Regions from separate parts of the Rattus norvegicus genome. Here region 1 is linked to region 2. Evidence: chromatin contacts called from public Hi-C data. All regions are on one chromosome and are shown on one strand. Each heading gives the region's core, a stretch centred on a gene start, on an enhancer-like site or on the middle of the called end of the contact. The rest is flanking DNA. Distances are from core to core; before and after follow the strand shown.

Region 1 (5,472 bases), core at 2,926-5,425, 49 kb after region 2:
AGGACACCATGCGACCTTGTCCCCACAGGAGAATATCAGAAGATTTTGAAAAGAACAGAAAGAATGAGCAAAAATGGCACCTGTAAGATGCAGAGCTGAAGACAGCCACCAAAACCTGCCTACTTGAAGAAGATAACTCTTCCGTCTGTCTAGTTCGCTCTGTAAATCCAGAGGACTCGACAGTGATCATGAGCACTGGAGGGTGGGGGTGAGGAGGAGCTTCCAGCTAGAATGTCACTTCCTTTTATGGAGGGTTGGCCAGATTAGTCCTGTGCACCCCACCCCTCCTCTTTTTGTTAAGCCAGGTCAACCTGGGACCTCATACATGTTAGGGAAGAGGGCTGCAGCTGAGCTATACCCTCGTCCCTTAAGTATGTTTTTTCTTTTCTTTTCTTTTTTTCGGAGCTGGGGACCGAACCCAGGGCCTTGCGCTTGCTAGGCAAGCGCTCTACCACTGAGCTAAGTATGTTTTTATTTATTTAGTGATAGGGTCTGATTATGTAGCCCAGGCGGGCTTGGAACTCACTAGAATCTCTGCCCCTGCCCCTGCCCCTGCCTCTGCCCCTGTCTCTGCCCCTGCTTCCCGAGTGCTGGGATTAAAGACATATGACACCATGCCTGGCTTGTATGTATTCTTGTATCTATAAATTTAAATAAAACTCTGATGCTGTAATGATTATAAGTTATATGCTTATTGGGCTCTTCAGTTCTCTTCCAGCTTTTTAGACAAATAATTTGTTTTTTTTTTGTAAGGATTTATTCATTTTATGTTACATATGTGTTTTTGATCATTCATATGTACACCATGTTTGTGCAGGTGATCACAGAGGCCAGAGGAGGGCATTGTGTCTCCCAGAACTGGAGTCTCAGGCTCTCTGCAAGAGGAGTAAATGCTCTTAATCTTGGGCTCATGTATTCAGCCCTATTTATTTTTTTTAATTGAACATTGAATGTTGTCTTTATTCTTTAGCATTTCATATCGTACACAATGAGAAATGATCCTATGTATTCCCACCCAAATATATGTATGTTCTTTTAAGTTCAGTTAGTGCTGCTCATATGGCCTTGGGTGAGGGACAATCCACTGGAACATGGGACTCTGGCAAGTGGCCAGATCCTCAAAAAAGGACTCTCTTTCCCTGAACAACTATTAACTGCAAATAGTTCCTCAGTAGGGACAGACGAATAGCTCTATATTAAACACCAACGTGAACTTATTTATCCTGGATGTGCAAGAGTGATGAAAACGTGCAAGAAGAGAAAGGTGACTCAGATGAGACGTTAGACGTGCCAGTCCATTCTACGAGATATTGGGAAGGAAATGGAGATGAAAAACTATGGCAAAACTTTAGGGTGATGAAAACATTAAGGAAAATCAAGGAAAAAAATATGGATTTTTCTCAACTCTTGTAATCCACCATATGGAAAAATGGCCTCTTCCAATTTTCTTTCTTTCTTTTTTCTTTCTTTCTTTCTTCCTTTCTTTCTTCTTTCTCTTTTAAGTGGGATAAGGTTTTGGCATTTCTGTCTTAGTTAGGGTTACTATTGCTGTGATGAAACACCATGGCCAAAAACAATTTGGGGAGGAAAGGGTTTATTTGGCTTACACTTCCACGTCACTGTACATCACTGGAGGAAGTCAGAACAGGAACTCAAGAAGGTCTGGAACCTGGAGGCAGGAGCAGATGCAGAGGCCTTAAGGAATGGCTGGCTCCCCATGATTTGCTCAGCCTGTGTCCTGGCTAGTTTTATATCAAATTGGCACAAGCTAGAGTCATGAGAGAAGAGTGAACCTCAGTTGAGAAAAGCCAGCACACTGGCTTTTTTATTTATATGTATGGTGGGTGAGTCTTAGTCAGGGTTTTACTGCTGTGAGCAGACACCATGACCAAGGCAACTCATAAGGACAACATTTAACTGGGGCTGGCTTAAGGTTCAGAGGTTCAGTCCATTATCATCAAGGCAGGAGCATGACAGCATCCAGGTAGGCATGGTGCAGGAGGAGCCGAGAGTTCTACATTTTCATCTGAAGGCCTGTAAGAGAAGACTGCTGGGCTGCTGTGTGGTTAGGAGGAAGGTCTTAAGCCACATCCACACCTCCTCCAATAAAGCCACACCTCCAAATAGTGCCACTCCCTGGACCAAGCATATTCAAAGCATCACAGGGTGTTAGTTAGATCCCCTGTTGTGAACCTCAGGACTGGGTGCTGAGAATTTAATGCTGGTCCTCAAGAAGAGCAGAAAGTACTCTGAAATAGTAAGTCTCTGGCATCCACTCTTCAGATTTACAGGTACCAAAGAGTATGGCTTGAGGAGAAAGGTAGGCACTTCAGTGCCTAAGAGTTAATGATATGCACCCATCAGAGCTAGAGATCCAACCTAGGGTCTGGTCTTGCTCTAGCTAAATATGCTCTCTCTCATTAAGTTAAACCCATAGCTCTGTTTAAATATTTTGAAAGCATTAGTTTTACATTGACAAGGAAATACAAGAAGTTCACAGTTAGGTTTTCAAATATGAATGTGTCCTTATCGTTTCTGCTGTCTGGACTGTTAGTGACAGGATGCTTCCAGGACCCCAGACCAACTCCTAACTATTGTTAATAAGGCGATATTCATATTGCTAAGTGTTTCTTCTTGAATCAATTCTGACTGCTAATGTGGTTAGGAAAATGGCATCTGTTACAGAGGTCGAAAGCCAAAACTTTTCAAACCTGCTGTTAACTTCAGAAATAGATCGCCAACCCGGCATGTATCAACCAGACTTAACATTATACTTGTTAGCAAGTATAGTGAGCAAATGAAAGAGCAATTCTCAGTAAAATGATATATGTACACAGGTGCTCACCAGTTTTGCACAAATCTTTAAAATAGTTTAATGAACTTTTAAACAGCATACAAAGAAACAAGTTTCACTAAGACATGCTCACATACGTCATTGTTGTTCTACACCCCCACCCCCATCTCATCAGTTCTAATTTCAATCAGCTACAGGTCATGGGCCAACCCGTCTTTTGCCAGGAGAAAAAAAAAGTTGTTAACATATTTTAAGCTATTCTGTTTCTTGAAAACTTGATACCTTTAAAAAAATGTCACCAAGTAGTGGCACAAGTCTTTAATTTCAGCAATGAAATGAGCCAGCCTCGTCTACAAATAAGACTTGTAGGAAATGCCAGGGCTAAATAGAGAGACCCTGCACACCCTCACTCTCCACTAAACAAAACCAAACCAAAACAAGCCAGAAATATTTTGCCAAAATTGCATTACAGTGAAGACTCTCCAACCCCATTCGTCTGTACCTGCAAAACTGAAAAATGGGTGCTAAAGAGATGACTCAGTATTTCAGAGTACTTGCTGCTCTTCTTGAGGACCAGAGTTAAATCCTTGGCACCCTGTCCTGAAGCTCACAACCTCAGCTTCAGAATGTTTACCTCTCGATCTAAGTTACCTTTGGGAGGCAGCGTGTTACGATTATCTAAATTAAAGAGTTACACGTTCGACGTTATCACAATCTGGGCAGAAGTACAGAAAGCCAACGCAGCCAAGGCCTCTCCCGAGAGGTCTTTGGATAGCTTAGAGAAGGGCAGTCCTCCAATGTCACTCAGACTTTGGGGTCACACAGTTATGGGTGGGACTTCCAGCCTCTACTAAAGAGAAACTGCAAGTCTCCCTTGGCTTTTTTTTTTTTTCCATTGACCTTGAGCTATTCTGTGTCACTTTCTAAGTCTTTGAAAGTCCGACCTTGAGAGGCCTAGGTAGTCACCTGCCACAGGCCACCGCAAAAAACGCAGAACAAACAGTAAGGCTGCAACTAGCGCCCGGAGAGCTGGCGGTCTCTCGCTTCGGGGTCCGATAGGCCAGCGTCAGGATTCCAAGGAGCGCTCCGAGGTCGGCCGGAATGGGTCCCTTTGCCAGGAGGAGGGCGCTCACGGGGCGGAGCGCAACTGAAGAGGCGTGGCCTGAGCGCGAGTCTTGGAAGGAGTCTGGGGGCGTGGGACAACCTTTGGGCGGAGCCCAACCAAGGGGGCGTGGTCCTAGCGGGCGGGTCCGACCTCGGACCCCACCCCCGCGTCCTTTCTACCGCCCCCGCAGAAGGAAAGGGAGAGGGACAGAGGGAGGGAAAGTGGTGTTCTGTGGAAAGGGGCGGAAGGAGTGGAAAGCAAAAGAGAAAAGGAAACAGAAACATGGCGGTCTGTAGTCGGGACAGTCTCGCCGCGGGCAGCGCCTAGACCTCCGTCCTCCCGCAGCACTCGCGGCCCGCGAGCCCCTCGGTCGGCAGTTGCTCTCGCTGCAGGCTGTGTCCCTGGAGAGCCGGCCGCGCTGAGGCGCAGGCGCAGAGGGGCCACCGGAGTCCCGGCCCTGCCAGCGAGGGTGTCCAGGCCGCGTAGCCGGCGCTTTCTTGCCTCAGGAAGCTACGGTGTCGGCTCGGTCACCGACTGGGCGGGCGCAGGTAAGTCCGCACCGCCGCCCTGCCTATTCCCTCCCGCGCAGTCAGGCCGCTCAGGTAGAGCTGGAGGGGGGAGCGGCCGGCTGGCCTAGTCGCCGAGCGGGCCGGAGGTCCCCAGAGCTTGTGGGCTGCGGTGCGGAGAGGCTGCGGCTGGAGGGTCTCCTGAGGATCGCCTCAGTGCAGGGACAGGGCCTGGCCTCTGCCGCCGGGGTGAAGCGGGAACTAGGCCGGTGGGGTGCTGAGCGGTGGCGGCTGGGGTGGAGCGTAAGGATCCGCGGACGCTGCGGAGGTGGAGGTACCGGGGTGCAGGCAGGTGCCGCAGGTGAATCCAGGGCATTTCCTCCTCTGCCGGACCGTGGCTGATGTTTAGGGCTACTTTGTTGGGGATAACTTATAGGAAGGCTCCATTCAGCTCCGGAGTGACTAAACCCAAATAAAGCCAAGTAATGAGCCCCTAGTGCTGACTCTTGTAAGAGCCGCAACTTTAAAGCATTGGAGATGCTGTCACGACTTCCCGCTCCCTTTTTTGTGATTCGTAGGCCCTTTCCTCACGAAGAATGTGCTTGGAAAGAACAAATAAGGAATGACCCAGTTTTTAAAATGCCCCCTCTCTTTCTTTCCCTCAAAATTTGTTGGTTTCACACGGGAAAATTTAGGGCAGTTACCGTAGTTACTTGAGCAAATGTGAGAGAAGGTGTCATTCCCCCGTACTGAAAGCTCAACTTGCTGTGCGATTGTATCTAGAGAGGTCATGCACTGTAGTCTGAGTAGCTGACATACTGAGGCTACTTAATTGTGTGCAAACTCGAGTCCAGTTAACCCTAGAAATAGGTATTGCCGTCTATCTCCATGCTTCCAAGGAGAAGGTAGAAAAGATCCTTAGGTGTAATGTCCTGGTGCCAGGTTTTCAGTAAACATTTGATTTGATAATCATGAATATATACTAAACTAACTTAAATCTTGAACTCATTATGTGACTTTTCTGTTTAAAAAAGAATTGCAAAAGGAAACCTTTTTTTTTTTGTACC
Region 2 (5,640 bases), core at 138-2,637:
AAACATAAACATATATAAATAAATTACACAATTCACTACTATAATTTATCAATATATAGTATAATTAATGAATGACTCATGAAGATATTGGGCAATATCATTGGAGCTCTTTTTTGGTTTTTGGGTTTTTATTTTTTATTTTTTTATTTTTTTTAAATGATTTTATTTACTTAATGAATATGAGTACACTCTAGCTGTCCTCAGTCACACCAGAAGAGGGCATCGGATCCTGTTATAAATGGCTGTGAGCCACCATGTGGTCGCTGGGAACCGAACTCAGGACCTCCGGAAGAGCAGACAGTGCTCCCAACCACTGAGCCATCTCTCCAGTCCGGGTTTTTATTTTTATATATAAGATCACACATTGTAGTCCAGGTTGGCCTAGAAATCATTATATAGCCCAGGCTAGTCTCCAATTCATGGTAATTCTTTACTTAGCTTCTGAATACTATGATTACCATCATATTTGGTTGGTGCTTTTTTTTTTTAAGATGGTCTTACTTCGTAGCCAAGGCTAGCCTGAAACTTACTGTGTAACCGAAACTGGTTCCCAATTCATGACATTCTTGTCTCGGGCTCTTGAATGTGGGGATTATCAGTGTATAGTACCACAAAAGCTAAGTTAATATTGCTTTTGGATAAAAACTTTCTTAGGACAAGCACTGACTATGCTAAAACAAACTGTCAGCTAATTGTAAAACCCACACATCTTTATGCCATAAAATAATTTTAGCTACCTGTGCTGCATTGTGGGTTGTTTTCCTGGCAACAGGGCACAAATTTGAGTCCTCTGAGCAGGGAGCCAGGCCTGCCGAACTGTCCAGATTGCCGAGATTGACATGGAAACCCACACTGATAGTGGGCAGCACTTTCTGGTAGCAGTCCAGATCAAAGAGGCATGGAGGAAGGAAGATTGCTAGCCTCTCCTCCAAGCCAACTCACCCTGTGGTGCTGCTGATCCCTCGCTATTAGAACCAGGGTTTTCTGGTTTCAGTGTTCCCTAGAACTAGTAGCTTTTTAGGAACCTTCCAAGATTTTGGCTCAGGGGGTTGGGGATTTAGCTCAGCGGAAGAGTGCTTGCCTAGCGAGCGCAAGGCCCTGGGTTCGGTCCCAGCTCCGGAAAAAAAAAGAAAGAAGAAAAAAAGAAGAAGAAGAAAAAAAAAGATTTTGGCTCAGATTGGGACTGCTGAGGTTCCCAGCCTGTGGACTGAGAAAGTATTTGTTTCTCAGCCTGTCAGGTATTATTTTGCCATGACCAGCAAGGCCTTGGTAGGGACAGAATGACAAGGCTCCTGCCCCTGGGGCAGTGTCAGCAGACAGGGCCCTGGAGGTGGCTGCTGAGGGTAAGGCTCGTTTGAATAACAATGTACATATTTTACATTCCTCCTCCAAGGAAAGTTCTTTCTGCTAATGCTAATGACTTCATGACGTAAAAATAAAAGACTGGGCTTATGATCTGCAGGACATGAGTTATCCAGAGAATTTTTTAGAATAGCAAAGGAGAACTGCTTGAGAAGTGTCTGGAGCAGAACATAAAGAGCTGACTGGAGATCTCCAGGCAGAGCAGAACAGAGAAGATCAGGAAAGCTGTCTCACTCAGAACACAGGTTGTCAGCTTGGACCCACAATTTGACTTCACTAAAGTCGCCCCTTCCTCAGATGCCCTCTCCAAGCCGAGGCTGGTCCTTGGTGTTATTTAGCTGTGGTTGCTATTTTAACATATGCTGACCTAATAAATTCACACATCTCTATATATATAAATTTTACACACACACACACACACCATTGATTCTGTTCCTCTACAGTGCTGACAGTGTTTCTTAAAAAATAATACTTTATGTGTGTTAGTGAATGTTTTGTCTGCACATATGTCTGTATATGATGTGCATACCTGGTTCCTATGCATGTTGGAAGAAGGCACTGAATCCCCTGGAACTGACATAACAGGTATGTATGAGCTGCCATGTAGGTGCTGGGAACTGAACCCAGGAACTGAACCCAGCCATGTCTTCAGCCTCTGTGCCATGTGTTCTTTGTGAAACTGTTTGAAGCTGTCGGATGGGACCAGAGGTTTTGCTCAGGGAAGTTGGCATGCTTAGCCTCCTGAAGGCACCAAAACCTCCTTTGGTGCAGCACCAAAGGTGGGGAGTTGAGATCTGCAAGTCCAAGCCAAAGTGGATGGTTTATTATTTATAACAGGTTTTAGGGTCTTTCCTTTCCTTTCCTTTCCTTTCCTTTCCTTTCCTTTCCTTTCCTTTCCTTCCCTTCCCTTCCCTTCCCTTCCCTTCCCTTCCCTTTCCTTTCTTTTCATTTCCTTTTTGCTTTTTCAAGACAGTGTTTCTCTGTGTACTAGTCCTGTCTGTCCTGGAACTCACCCTATAGACCAGGCTGGCCTCAAATTCAGAGATCCACATGCCTCTCTGCCTACAAATGCTGGGTTTAAAGGATTGTTACCACCACTGCCCAGCTGGCTTTGAGGTTCTTAAGCATTCTGTTCCACTGATGTTGAACTTTTTAAAAGGCATTTATGTACAGGTTTGCGTACATCTGTGTGCTAGACTTGATAGCCAGTAAACCCCAGACATTTTCTAGTCTCTGCCTCCCCAGTACTGGGAGCAAGCAAGCACCACTATGCCTAACATTTTTATGAGTGAGAACTCAACTCTTCATGCTTGTGAGGCAAATACTTTACCCACTGAGCCATTACGTATTATACTCTATATCTAGGGTCCCAATGCTCTTTAAAATCAGCCTTGTGGGCCAGTGAGGTAGCTTAGTGGATAAAGGTGCTCACTGCCAAGCCTAACCACTCAAGTTTGACTCCCCAGGGCCCACATGGCAGAAGGAAAAAACTAATTCCCAAAAGTTGGCCTCTGACCTTCCCACGTGTTTGTTCAACTGGGTTCAAGGCTCTTAATCCCACCACATGGGAGGCCTAGGTAGGCAAACCTCTGTGAGTTTGAAGTTAGCCGGGCCTACATAGTGAGTTCAGGCCAACTAGGGCTGCAAAACAAAACAAAACACCAAAAAGATAGGACTGAAAGATGGCTTAGCAATTAAGATCATGTACAGACAGCTCTTGCAGAGGACAAGATATTGGTTCCCAGCATCCGCATCTAGAAGCTCACGACCACCTGTAACTGTGCTTCAGAGGGACTGAGTTTGACTTTCGTAGACACCTACACTCACACGCATGCCGCTGCCCACTACACACACACACACACACACACACACACACACACACACACACACACGGGGACAATAAAAATGAAATATTTTTTTAAAGTGCATATATACAAGAACAATAAACAAGTGTAATTTTAAAAAATTTACCTTACTCTCTTTTTTTTTTTTTTCTTGGAGCTGGGGACTGAAGCCAGGGCCTTGCACTTCCTAGGCAAGCGCTCTACCACTGAGCTAAATCCCCAACCCTACTCTCTTTTTAAATCAATGCTACAAAGAGAATATTATTGCCACCCAGTTGGAGACAGGGGAGGCTTAAATACTGTGGTCCTCTGTCCCTAGTGTTAGTTAGCATTTTGTCTAAACTCCACTTCACAGTTACCTGGCAACAGCCAGGTGTGTCTAAGCTCTGCCCCACAGTTACCTGGCAACAGCCAGTATGCCTTACTCACTGTAAAAGGGGCTGCTTGCTCTCTCTCTCTCTCTCTCTCTCTCTCTCTCTCTCTCTCTCTCTCTCTCTCTCTCTCTCTCTCTCTCTCTGGCTTTCTCTGTCTCTACTACCCTCTCAACTCCCCTCCCCATGCCCTCAGGGGAAGGGATGCCTCAGCATGGGCCCTAGGAGGCGCCCTCTTGCTTTATGCCTGAGGACAGGTCCACCAAACATTCCTTCTCCCCTTATCTTTTTTAAAACACACACCCAGCACACTCTTAGCCTGCTTGCTTGCTTGCTTGCTTTCGAGCTTTGTTGCTTAGCATGCTCACGTGTGTGTACCTGTGTATTTAATTGTGTATGTGTGTGGAGTTTTTATTTTGAGTTTTTTGAGACAGGGTCTCCTCAATGACAATCCTTTTGACTCAGTCTTCCAAATGCTGGGGTATCTGGTGACTTAAAAATCTCTATTTTGGATATAGTTACTCATGGTTGCTTGTGAATGCTGGCTTAGCTGAGTTTAGTTTCTGCGAAACGGTGAGTTGAGCATGTGCACACAGGTATGATCCCAGCCCTCAGAAAGCAGAGGCAATCACATCTCTGCAAGTAGGAGGCCAGCCTGGTCTACATAGTCTACAGGGCAACCAGCAACGTTTCAGGACAGTGAGGACTAAATAGAGAGACCCTATATCAAACAAACAAGAAAAACAAATTACATCAGGTGTAGTGGTGCATACCTGTAATCCAAGCACCTCAGAGGTTGAGGTTTACAAATTTAAAATCATTCTGGGTTACAGAGTAAGACTCTTCTCACTAAAGAAAATACCTGGGTTCCTGTTTATTTGTTTGTTTGTTTGTTTGTTTTAATCCCGAAATAAAACAAAACCCCTCACAGTTTGCTATGTCTTTTGTCTTTCCCTAGAGACAGTGCTATTCTATTTACATTTTTTAAATGTAGGTAACCCTCGCGTTATGTTTTGGAGAAAAAAATGACCTAAATTTGGTAAAGTAAGTACAAGAAACTGGGGCTGTGCGTAGTCTCCTTTGAAGTCTTAGAGAACAGTTAGACAACGTTGTCTGCACTAAGAAAACAGCCCACCCTCTTACCCTTTCATCCCCACCCACCGGTTGGAAGGAGTTACTTCATTTTGCAGCACGGCCAGCCTCTCCCCCACCCTAGCTCCACGGCCAGCCTCTCCCCAACCCTAGCCCCAAGTTTTTTTTTGTTGTTGTTGTTTTTTTGTTTTGTTTTCTTTTGTTTTGTTTTGTTTTTTTTAACGTTTCTTCCGTGAGCCCGGCCCAGGCAGAATTTCCGCAGCCCATTCTGGACATTTCCACACAGTTGAAATTAGGTCAAAGAGAAAATCTAGAGCGGTCTGAGGGAGAAAAAAATCCCTGGGCTGCATCACGCAAACTGGGTTGAGGAGGACAACGCGTCCCTTGCCGTTTGCTCTGGTGAAGGCTGGTGCCTGTCACATGTGCCTCAGACCTTTCTGCTCAGGGCAGCTGACTTCTGAGTCACCGTGGTTTAGGAGAGCGCTCTCAAACATCAGGCTGCCTAACCACCATCTGATGGCTTCTTCGCACCGAGCCAGTTAGAAATGCAAGAACAGCCGCAGGGCTGCTGGCTCTTCATTATTTTAAGAAAATCTTTGCTCTGTTTTTGATCATGGCTGCAAATTAACAACAGATATGAAAACCAAGCTGGTAAGTGGGATTCCCATCTGGGAAGTTGGAGCGGTGCCAGCTCTTATTAGTCACCAACATCAGCTAAGGGTGGAGCACACTAACAGGATAAAACATTAAACCAAAAGCAATACTTCCTTATAATGTCCCTTTTCGTTAGAAATCTTCAAAATGCGAGCCTAGCATGCTTAACAAGCCAACACTATATTTAGGTGCTTTGGGAAGCCATGTTTATTTTACTTTCCTCTCTTCAGCTGTTGGAGAATGTTGCTGGGTATACAAAAAAAGAAAGAAAGAAAGAAAGAAAGAAAGAAAGAAAGAAAGAAAGAAAGAAAGAAAGA

The links. Hi-C and Micro-C count contacts between places; a contact is called where the count stands out from the background.
Region 1: a contact with region 2 is called in a Hi-C map of the A7r5 cell line, with 2.7 times the contacts expected there. The contact joins the promoter of Dennd4c here to the enhancer-like site in region 2. A contact is called at or near these places in 5 of 12 Hi-C or Micro-C datasets (the A7r5 cell line, the Rat2 cell line, Schwann cells and 2 more).

What each region holds. Positions count from the first base shown.
Region 1 is chr5:106,314,196-106,319,667 of GRCr8, forward strand. Dennd4c (DENN domain containing 4C) reads left to right here and starts at 4,176. Exons shown (of 33, transcript NM_001427785.1): 1 at 4,176-4,447. LOC134486947 (a long non-coding RNA gene) reads right to left here and starts at 3,897. Exons shown (of 2, transcript XR_010066542.1): 1 at 3,761-3,897; 2 at 1,581-2,034.
Region 2 is chr5:106,268,039-106,273,678 of GRCr8, forward strand. LOC102547623 (a long non-coding RNA gene) reads left to right here and starts at 4,946. Exons shown (of 2, transcript XR_005504828.2): 1 at 4,946-5,320. Within about 2 kb of position 1,388, at least 5 of the 93 cell types and tissues checked have an H3K27ac peak or open chromatin away from gene starts, as enhancers often do. A contact at or near this core is called in the A7r5 cell line, where this site is marked.